2 separate regions of the Macaca mulatta genome follow, and region 1 is linked to region 2. A link is a contact called in public Hi-C data. All regions are on one chromosome and are shown on one strand. Each heading gives the region's core, a stretch centred on a gene start, on an enhancer-like site or on the middle of the called end of the contact. The rest is flanking DNA. Distances are from core to core; before and after follow the strand shown. Region 1 overlaps MICAL3 (microtubule associated monooxygenase, calponin and LIM domain containing 3). Region 2 holds the start of PEX26 (peroxisomal biogenesis factor 26).

Region 1 (4,214 bases), core at 1,693-4,192, 170 kb after region 2:
GCCATCCCACCGCCCCCTCTGGGAGTGCTGAGAGTGAGGCAGCATGGAGGAGAGGAAGCATGAGACCATGAACCCAGCTCATGTCCTCTTTGACCGGTTTGTCCAGGCCACCACCTGCAAGGGAACCCTCAAGGCCTTCCAGGAGCTCTGTGACCACCTGGAACTGAAGCCAAAGGACTACCGCTCCTTCTATCACAAGCTCAAGTCCAAGCTTAACTACTGGAAAGCCAAAGCCCTCTGGGCAAAGTTGGACAAACGGGGCAGTCACAAAGACTACAAAAAGGGAAAAGCATGCACCAACACCAAGGTAAGCTTTGATCCTGTTGGGCCCTGGGGTCACTGACATGAGGATTCATCCAGATGCCAAAGAGGAGGATTGAGTTAGAGGTAGGCTGAGTGAGCACCAGGCAAAGTCTAGCCACAACCTAGCACAGGAAATCAAGCTTTTGACCTGTTGAAACTTTGTGGATCTCTTACCTCTTTTTGTTTGACTTGCATGACCCAGACCCTATTTTAAGCGTATTTCATGTATTTACATATTGAACGTTCAAAGTTTCAAGTATTTAAGAACAACCAAAGTCAAGTGGCATGGGAACTTTTTATTTTGCCAAAGCTCTCTTTTGAACCTCACGTGGTTCGGAGGATGCAGGTCACTTAGCAGGGACGTAGCCAAGCCCTACTGGTATCCTGTCTGAACACGGCTTTGGGGTTCTTGGCATGTCCTCTTTCCAAAGTCATCGTTCCATACTCAGTAACTGGTAAGGTATGCTATTTGCCAGCTTGGGATTTGCCACAAGCTTCCAACCTCTTCCCATCCATGTTCCAAAGGTCTGTTTTGATTCATAAGCAGGGACTTTGTGAACCAAAGTATTTCTGTTGCTTTCTTCACCACGTGGAGAAATAGGTAGGCCCTATTTCTCGAAGCAGGTAGGCCCAGGCAAAGACATGAGTTATGCACTTGCCTTTGTTGGGGTAGCTGCAAGGAAGCGGCTATGGAGAGATACATTTCCTACTTCCCTCCTTAGAAGAACACCTAATGTGAGAAGTTTGGAACAAGCTAGCAGGGACACAAATTTGCAGATGACTTCATGGCTATGTTATGTTCTTTCACGAGCTTTAATTTGTGCAATAGGGGTTACCTAGAGCCCCACCCCCAGTGGATTTGCATTGGGGTAGATATTCATCAGCAAAATTCAAGAACTGTGAAGGTGTGACATTCATGAGTGAGTACTGGACTCTACTAAGAGAAAAACAAAGCCAAAAGCATTGCACGTTTTCCTTCTGCACACACAGAGCAAACTACTTAAGATATGTGTCCAGTCTCCTGCTGAGTACTTCTCTGGAGTGTGGATTTTCAAGATCGTATTCCTGGACTTTCAGTCTAGAAATGGGGATTTTGGAACTCTTTTCAGCACATAAAACTTTGTCTTGAAAATTGCTTCCTGGGAATCATGCGTGTGATAGATTCATTCCAGCAGGCTTGAGATTGTGTACATAGGACTCTGTATCTCTTTGGACAGAAATCTGCCTGACCTAGAAACCTTCCAAACGGTCCTCTCTTGTTGATGTAAGATTGCATTTGATTTTCATATCGTTTGTTGAGATGATGGCCACTTAAATATGCTGCAGATCAAGGGCCTTCCAGGCTGTCCAAGGTGAACAGGTGCCGGGCTTGTGTCTAGCACTGATGGTTCTGTCTTCTCCATTCATGGTGATCACTAGCTCTTCTCTTCAGCCATGGCAGGTGTTCTTCTGTGACCCACATAGGTGTGAAGGTTTCTTGGCAGTGGGGAGAATAGCCCTATTTCAGGGCTTTAGGGAGTGATGATCATACGATCATGAGACTTCTTTAGAATTGTTTGTTGGAAGTGCTGCCTGCCCTGAAAGCAGCTGTGTTTTTCAGTGTCTCATCATTGGGGCTGGCCCCTGTGGTCTCCGTACAGCCATCGACTTATCCTTACTGGGGGCCAAGGTGGTTGTTATTGAGAAACGAGATGCCTTCTCCCGCAACAACGTCTTGCATCTCTGGCCATTCACCATACATGATCTACGAGGTCTGGGTGCCAAGAAGTTCTATGGCAAGTTCTGTGCCGGAGCCATCGACCATATCAGTAAGTAAAACTAGCTTTCCTGTAAGGTTCCACCCTACCCCTCGCACACGTGTTCATTAGAAAGAGATAGGTGGATTAGCTGAGGAATTCATATGCCGCCAAATTTCTTCTAATCTCATTGCTGTCTTTCTTGTAGTAAGTGCACTCATCTGGAAGTAAAAACACCTGCTATGCAGTGGTTCTGTAATTTAGGACTCTTAAATGTGAGCATATCGGTAACCTATGAAATTGTGGGGTTTGACCTGAGGATTTCTAAGTTAGGTCTTGGACTCTTACTGAGCTCTTGCAGTTTGCGGGATGGGCACTGGGGCCAGGCACTGGGGAAACGATGACCAGTTTGGGCCCAGACCCTCTGGTGGTCCTTCTTGCAGTGGCAGAAGTACACAGGCGTGCAGCTGTCTGTGCTGTGACCTGATACGTGCTCTACTAATATAAGCACAGAGTGCTGTGGGGACAGAGTCCTGGGGGAAGCCACGCTTGCAGAAGGAGCAGAGCCCTGGCCGGGCCGCTAATGGCAAGGGGATAATGGCATCCCTCTGGTTAGGTGGTTCTTGTGTGGTCTGCAAGCCCTTGCTGTACTTTTCTCACCTCCAAGCTCAGCCCGGGGCTGTGCTTTTCTGAGATCCTACAGGGTATGAATACAAGTTAATGCAATCAGCGGTGTTTGACTGTAAGTGGCCAGAAAAGCAATTCAGAACAGACAGTGTGCGTTATGAAACTGAAGGCTTTTTATTGATTATCATTAATGCTTTCAGGAAAGCTTTATCAAGGAGCCTTTGTTCTGAGCTTCTCCAGATGTGTCCTGTAAACACATTCAGTCATGGAACCTTTTGCTGTTTGCAGCAGCTGTGCCAATTTATCAGACGCTGGCTGGCAGTCACCACATTCCACTGGCAGAGGAAGCGCTGTGCCCATCTGTTGGCTGTAGTTTATAAAGCATCTTGGAACCCACAGTTCTCTGCGAAAATACTATGCTAGTGCAGAGTTTAACAAGTCTTTGGGAGTGGGACTCAGAAGGGTGGTGGCTGTGGTAAACTGGGGAGAACAACCAAGATGACGTGAGGAGGGTTTGCATTGCTCCTGGCACATTAGACCCAGTTAAGTTTGGTCTTAAGAGAGGACCAAGGGTCATTAACTCAGTGGATTTGTCTGCCTTATTTGTGGCAAGATTCATCTTAGGGTTGAGAGGGTCTTCTACCAGGGCCTAGATCTTTATCTCTACACCTTAAGTCCCTGCCATGTCTGGTGCCTACAGGTGCTCATGGACGTTGAATAAATCAATCAGTCTCACTATGAAAATAAGCAAGATTGTCAGTCATTCTGGCCTCAGTTTCCATAGCTGTAGACCAGGAGTGGCAGGGGGAATGGGAGGAGGATCTGGTTGGATTATGATTTCCCTTCTTGCCTTGTAAGAATGTGTGATGATCAACCAGGGAATGGGCTGAAAGAGACGCCCGTGGGCGGGGAGGTCATGCAGCAGCTCTGCATCTGACTGTGGGCTGTACCCTGTGGGTGCATCTGCCTCCTGACCTAGCAGGATCAGAGATGCCACCAATATGGCAGCCCCGAATTGGAAAGATGGAAAGGGATCTCCTGTAGGCCACAATCCCGTGTTGTCTCCAAGCTTTTGGTTGTTTAGAACACTGAACCCAAGAGGTAGGAGTGTCCTGTGTGTTGCTGTAGAACATCTTTTCCACTGGGTTATATTTGCCTTAAAGAAAGGAAGAAGTTACGGAGTGTGGCTTCGGAATGTCTCCTGCTACAGCAGGCTTTGGGAATCTGAATGAAGGGAGCGTGGGTGGTGGGGTGGGAGCCTGAGCCGCGACACGGATGGATACCCCCTTCTCCATGTGTTCCCACCAACACCATCTCTGTTTTCTCCCAGGTATCCGTCAGCTCCAACTAATACTTTTGAAAGTAGCCTTGATCCTAGGCATTGAAATCCATGTCAATGTGGAATTCCAAGGACTTATACAACCTCCTGAGGACCAAGAGAATGAACGTAAGTTATACTGGAGGAGTGAAGAAGGCATGAGAGGGTGTTGATGGATGAGGAAGATGAGATTGAGGGAGCAAACCAAAGGCCCCTGAGGGCTGCTTCCA
Region 2 (3,721 bases), core at 425-2,924:
TAAGAGGCAAGTCAGCTATTGCTCAACGTTCTTCTTTGTATCCAAGTGAAATCAGATTTAAATGAAGAGGAAGGGTAATCCTGAGGGGGAAATAACACGCATCACCGGTGTGTGGGACAAAAAAGAGCTGGAACTAAGTTTGCTCAGTGAACAAATGGGCTTGCAGCAAGGTTTCTGGCTGAATGGAGGTATAGCAACTCCACAGCTGGCTAAAAGACACCACCTAGTAAGGTTCCTCCAGACACCGAGAAGCAAAGCCTTCTGCATTCACTGAAATGAGCTTCCACCCAGTACCCTAAAACACAGCCAGGGCTCTCCAGATCATCCTTCTCTGCGGTCAGCTTTCGCTATTCTACCTAACACCTCCCTGGAGTGGCCTAACCCAACTTTACAATGCAAAGAAATGACGCTCTCACCTGCCAGACAAGGCTGGTGGCACTAGAAAGAGCAATGCAAGCCCAAGGTTTTTTTCTCCGGATTCTTTTCTTTTTCTTCTTTGTGCTAGAGAAGAGGGCTCATTATGTTACCCAGGCTGGTCTCGAACTCCTGGGTTCAAGCAATCCTCCTGCCTCGGCCTCCCAAAGTGCTGGGATTACAGGCGTAAGCCCCCGCGCGCCCGGCCCTGAATTAATTATTTAATCCATTCTTCCAATTGGACCAGAACACTGCTCCTGCCATGACCCCCATTCCCCATCATCCGCAAGGTCAGGAATAAACAACCTTGGGCGGGGCGGGGCGGGGCGGGGCGGAGGTACCTGGGAGAGGACTTTTACCACCTGCTTACTGACAGAACTTAGCACTTAATACACATTCAGCCTTCGCATCATGCCATTCTACCCTGGAACAAGGAGCAAATAATTGGCCGTGGGTTCGCCACTAAGCTCTTGTTATACGACTTCCCTCCTCTGTAGAATTGGCACACGATGAGCAACCACCCTGTCGGAGACAAACCACTGATGAAAGCGAGGTGTAAAGCTCCTTGTGGGCAATCTGGGAATGACAGAACTCCTGAGACCTTGGGCCCCACCATAAGAGCACCCGGAAATCGGTTCATTTCCGAGCCCAGCACGTACGTGCCCGCGGGTTCCTCTGGCAGGGCGTGGTTGGCCAGACTCTGCCAGGCCCGCTCGCAGGTCTCCAGCGCCGCCCGGAAGTCCAGGTGCACCACCAGGAGGTCGGCCGCCTCCTCCAGAAGGTCCACGGCCGGCGACCGGGCCGGGGCCGCGCGCACCGGCTCGCTGCTGCGCAGAGGTCCCCCAAGCCCCCTGAAGGGGGCTGCAGAGGTCGAGCAGTCGCTCTTCATAACGAGTCCGGGCCCAAGGCCCAGGTCCTCAGACGTCGGAGTGACCGCCTCCCCAGAGGCTCCGGGATATCCCGAGTTGGCCTGGGCGAAAAGGGAGAGTCCTCATCTCTGCCCACACCCCTTCCCGAGGTCGATTCCCCGAGAAGGAAAAGGAAGGGGCCTGAGGCAAAGGCAGGGCTCGCCTGGAGGCTGAGGAAGCAGTTTACATGTCGAATTTGCAGGATTCTTGCATCCTTGGAATACCTGGCCCTAGCGTCTCCGGCCCCGCGACACGTGCAGGAACTGCCTCAGCTCCGGGCGCCTGGTTACGGTCAAACACTCTCACCTCGCCTCCCAGCAGCGGGCGCGGACATCTTTGCGCTCGCCCCGCCCCGCAGCCGCACGGCGTCCCAGCGGCGCGGGGTACTCTAGGAGTTGTAGTTCCGCAGCTCCCGGCCCATCGGCTTCTATAACGGAAACAGGCGGGAGATTGTGGACTACAACCCCCAGCACGCCGCGCCCCGGAAGCCGCCCCTGTTCCGTGAGAAAACAAAGTGCGCTACAGCTTCGGAGTGGGGAAGTCAAAACAAAACAAAACTGAAGCTGTCTTGTGAAATGGAGGGATCTTCACTAACCAGTTCCAGCGGAGGCTAACGGAAGAAATGCCAGCAATGGATTTGCAAATACATGCACGCTTCCAATTCAGAGCTTCTGCGACGGCGGCGATCAGGGAATCTGTAATGTAATGTCAAGGCTGAGGCAGAGCTGATCACACATTTTGGCAACCTTAGTCTTGAATTAATTCACACTTTCTCCGCGTTGCCTCCATAGTTTGCTTTGGGAGAATAAATATTGCCTGGTGAGGATGAGGGACTTAGGGTGGAAACCTTCACAAGGATCACTGAGAATATGTTGGTCCCAAGGGCAGTGTTCCAAAGTGAATAGTGACCCCACCGACGCAGGGTTGGGGGCGCTGAGCATAAGGGCCTCATTTTCTCACTGCTTTGTACCCCACCCTGGATTTGTTGTTAGAAAACGTTAAATGCAGATACCAATTCTACCTCCCCACTGTTGTCACTTCCAATCTGTCCTTATTTTATATTTCTCGTTATCGTTTATCACCATCTACATACCAGTGTCTATATTTTACTTACTTTTTTTGTCTGTTTCCTTCCACTATGATACAAACTCACAAAGGCAGACGTTTTTGTCTCTTTTGTCACTGTGGGAACCTCAGCGCCTTGAACAGTGCGTGCCATCTATAGGTAGTCAAAAAGTATTTGTGGAATAAGTGAAGTTGTGGCTTCACTTTTATCTGGTTACAGAGTCCATACTTATCTTTCCTCGGAATCTGGTGGACTTGGTTCTGCCTCAGCTTCCCCTGCAGACTTTTCCGCAAGAGAACAGAAAGCCCAGAAGATGGATGTGTGTATGTCTGGTGACAAGGGTAGGGGATGTATGATGTGAGCAGGTGCCTGTCTAATTTCTAGGACAGCAAAAATTCTAGGGAAGCTTTGGAGAGAGTTCAAAGGGTAGAGAACTGGGGAGAAACTAAAGCCAAGAGGACCTAGTACAAAAGTGGGAAGCAAGGCAAAGCCCGAGTGAAACAGAATATAATAATGTGTGATTAGTGGATCTGTTTAAAATTATTATTATAGTTACAATTTACCACATACTCTGTTCCCAGTACTTTATTATAAAGTGCATTATGTATGGTATAGTTTTGTTTTTCACAATGTCCTTATCTTACATTGTGTAACTCACTCATGGAATGACTGTGCATGCCCTGAATAGAAAACATACTTAGTTCTGTCCCTGCAGAGCAGAGTAGGGCTCAATACACGCCTTTGAGCCAAAAGAGCCTCGGTTTGACTGAGATTTTGTCACTTACTAGTTGTGTGACCTCGGCAATTTATTTAAATGAGCTCCGATTTCCTCACCTGTACAATTGGGATAACAGTTTGTCCTTAGCTCCCGATGGCTGAGGGAAGAATTAAGTGAAATTGCGCACAAAGCGCCATGCGCGTTAAGCACTGAAAACTGTGAGCCAGGCCTGGGAAGACGGAACATGCTCAGAATCGGCCAGCCCTAAGTGGCTGCTGCCTGGGAAAGTCCCTTTCCTTAATTCCTAACAAATTTCTTGCTATTCCAAATTTGTCCAGGAGATGGACACACAGTCTTAAAAGAAGCAGCCTTGCTAAAAGTAAATTTGCCTATTTAGTAGTGAGACAGCCAGAATGAGGTCAAGATATTTAAGGCAGGAGAGAGGAGAGCTAGAAACCATGTAAAAATATGATTGTATTCCACTTCTGATTCACCCAATTTTCAACTATTCCCGGGCTTCGTATCTGTCCGTATGTAACCACTGTTTAGCACTATTATGCCCACAAATGGATTCCTCAACACACATCCATTGGGATACATCATCTCCTCTGTGTC

The links. Hi-C and Micro-C count contacts between places; a contact is called where the count stands out from the background.
Region 1: a contact with region 2 is called in a Hi-C map of fetal cortical plate, with 2.2 times the contacts expected there. The contact joins the enhancer-like site here to the promoter of PEX26 in region 2. A contact is called at or near these places in 3 of 14 Hi-C or Micro-C datasets (blood, fetal cortex germinal zone and fetal cortical plate).

The regions. Positions count from the first base shown.
Region 1 is chr10:34,167,734-34,171,947 of T2T-MMU8v2.0, forward strand. MICAL3 (microtubule associated monooxygenase, calponin and LIM domain containing 3) reads left to right here. Exons shown (of 33, transcript XM_077950777.1): 2 at 1-307; 3 at 1,904-2,111; 4 at 3,997-4,113. The coding sequence starts at 44. Among named protein-coding and RNA genes, the nearest start is that of MIR648, 72 kb to the left of the region's middle. Within about 2 kb of position 2,943, at least 9 of the 40 cell types and tissues checked have an H3K27ac peak or open chromatin away from gene starts, as enhancers often do. A contact at or near this core is called in fetal cortex germinal zone and fetal cortical plate, where this site is marked.
Region 2 is chr10:33,999,036-34,002,756 of T2T-MMU8v2.0, forward strand. It overlaps PEX26 (peroxisomal biogenesis factor 26), which reads right to left and starts at 1,675. Exons shown (of 5, transcript NM_001260660.1): 1 at 1,074-1,675. The coding sequence starts at 1,303. It overlaps LOC144331967 (a long non-coding RNA gene), which reads right to left and starts at 2,559. Exons shown (of 2, transcript XR_013399625.1): 1 at 2,437-2,559; 2 at 1,852-2,017.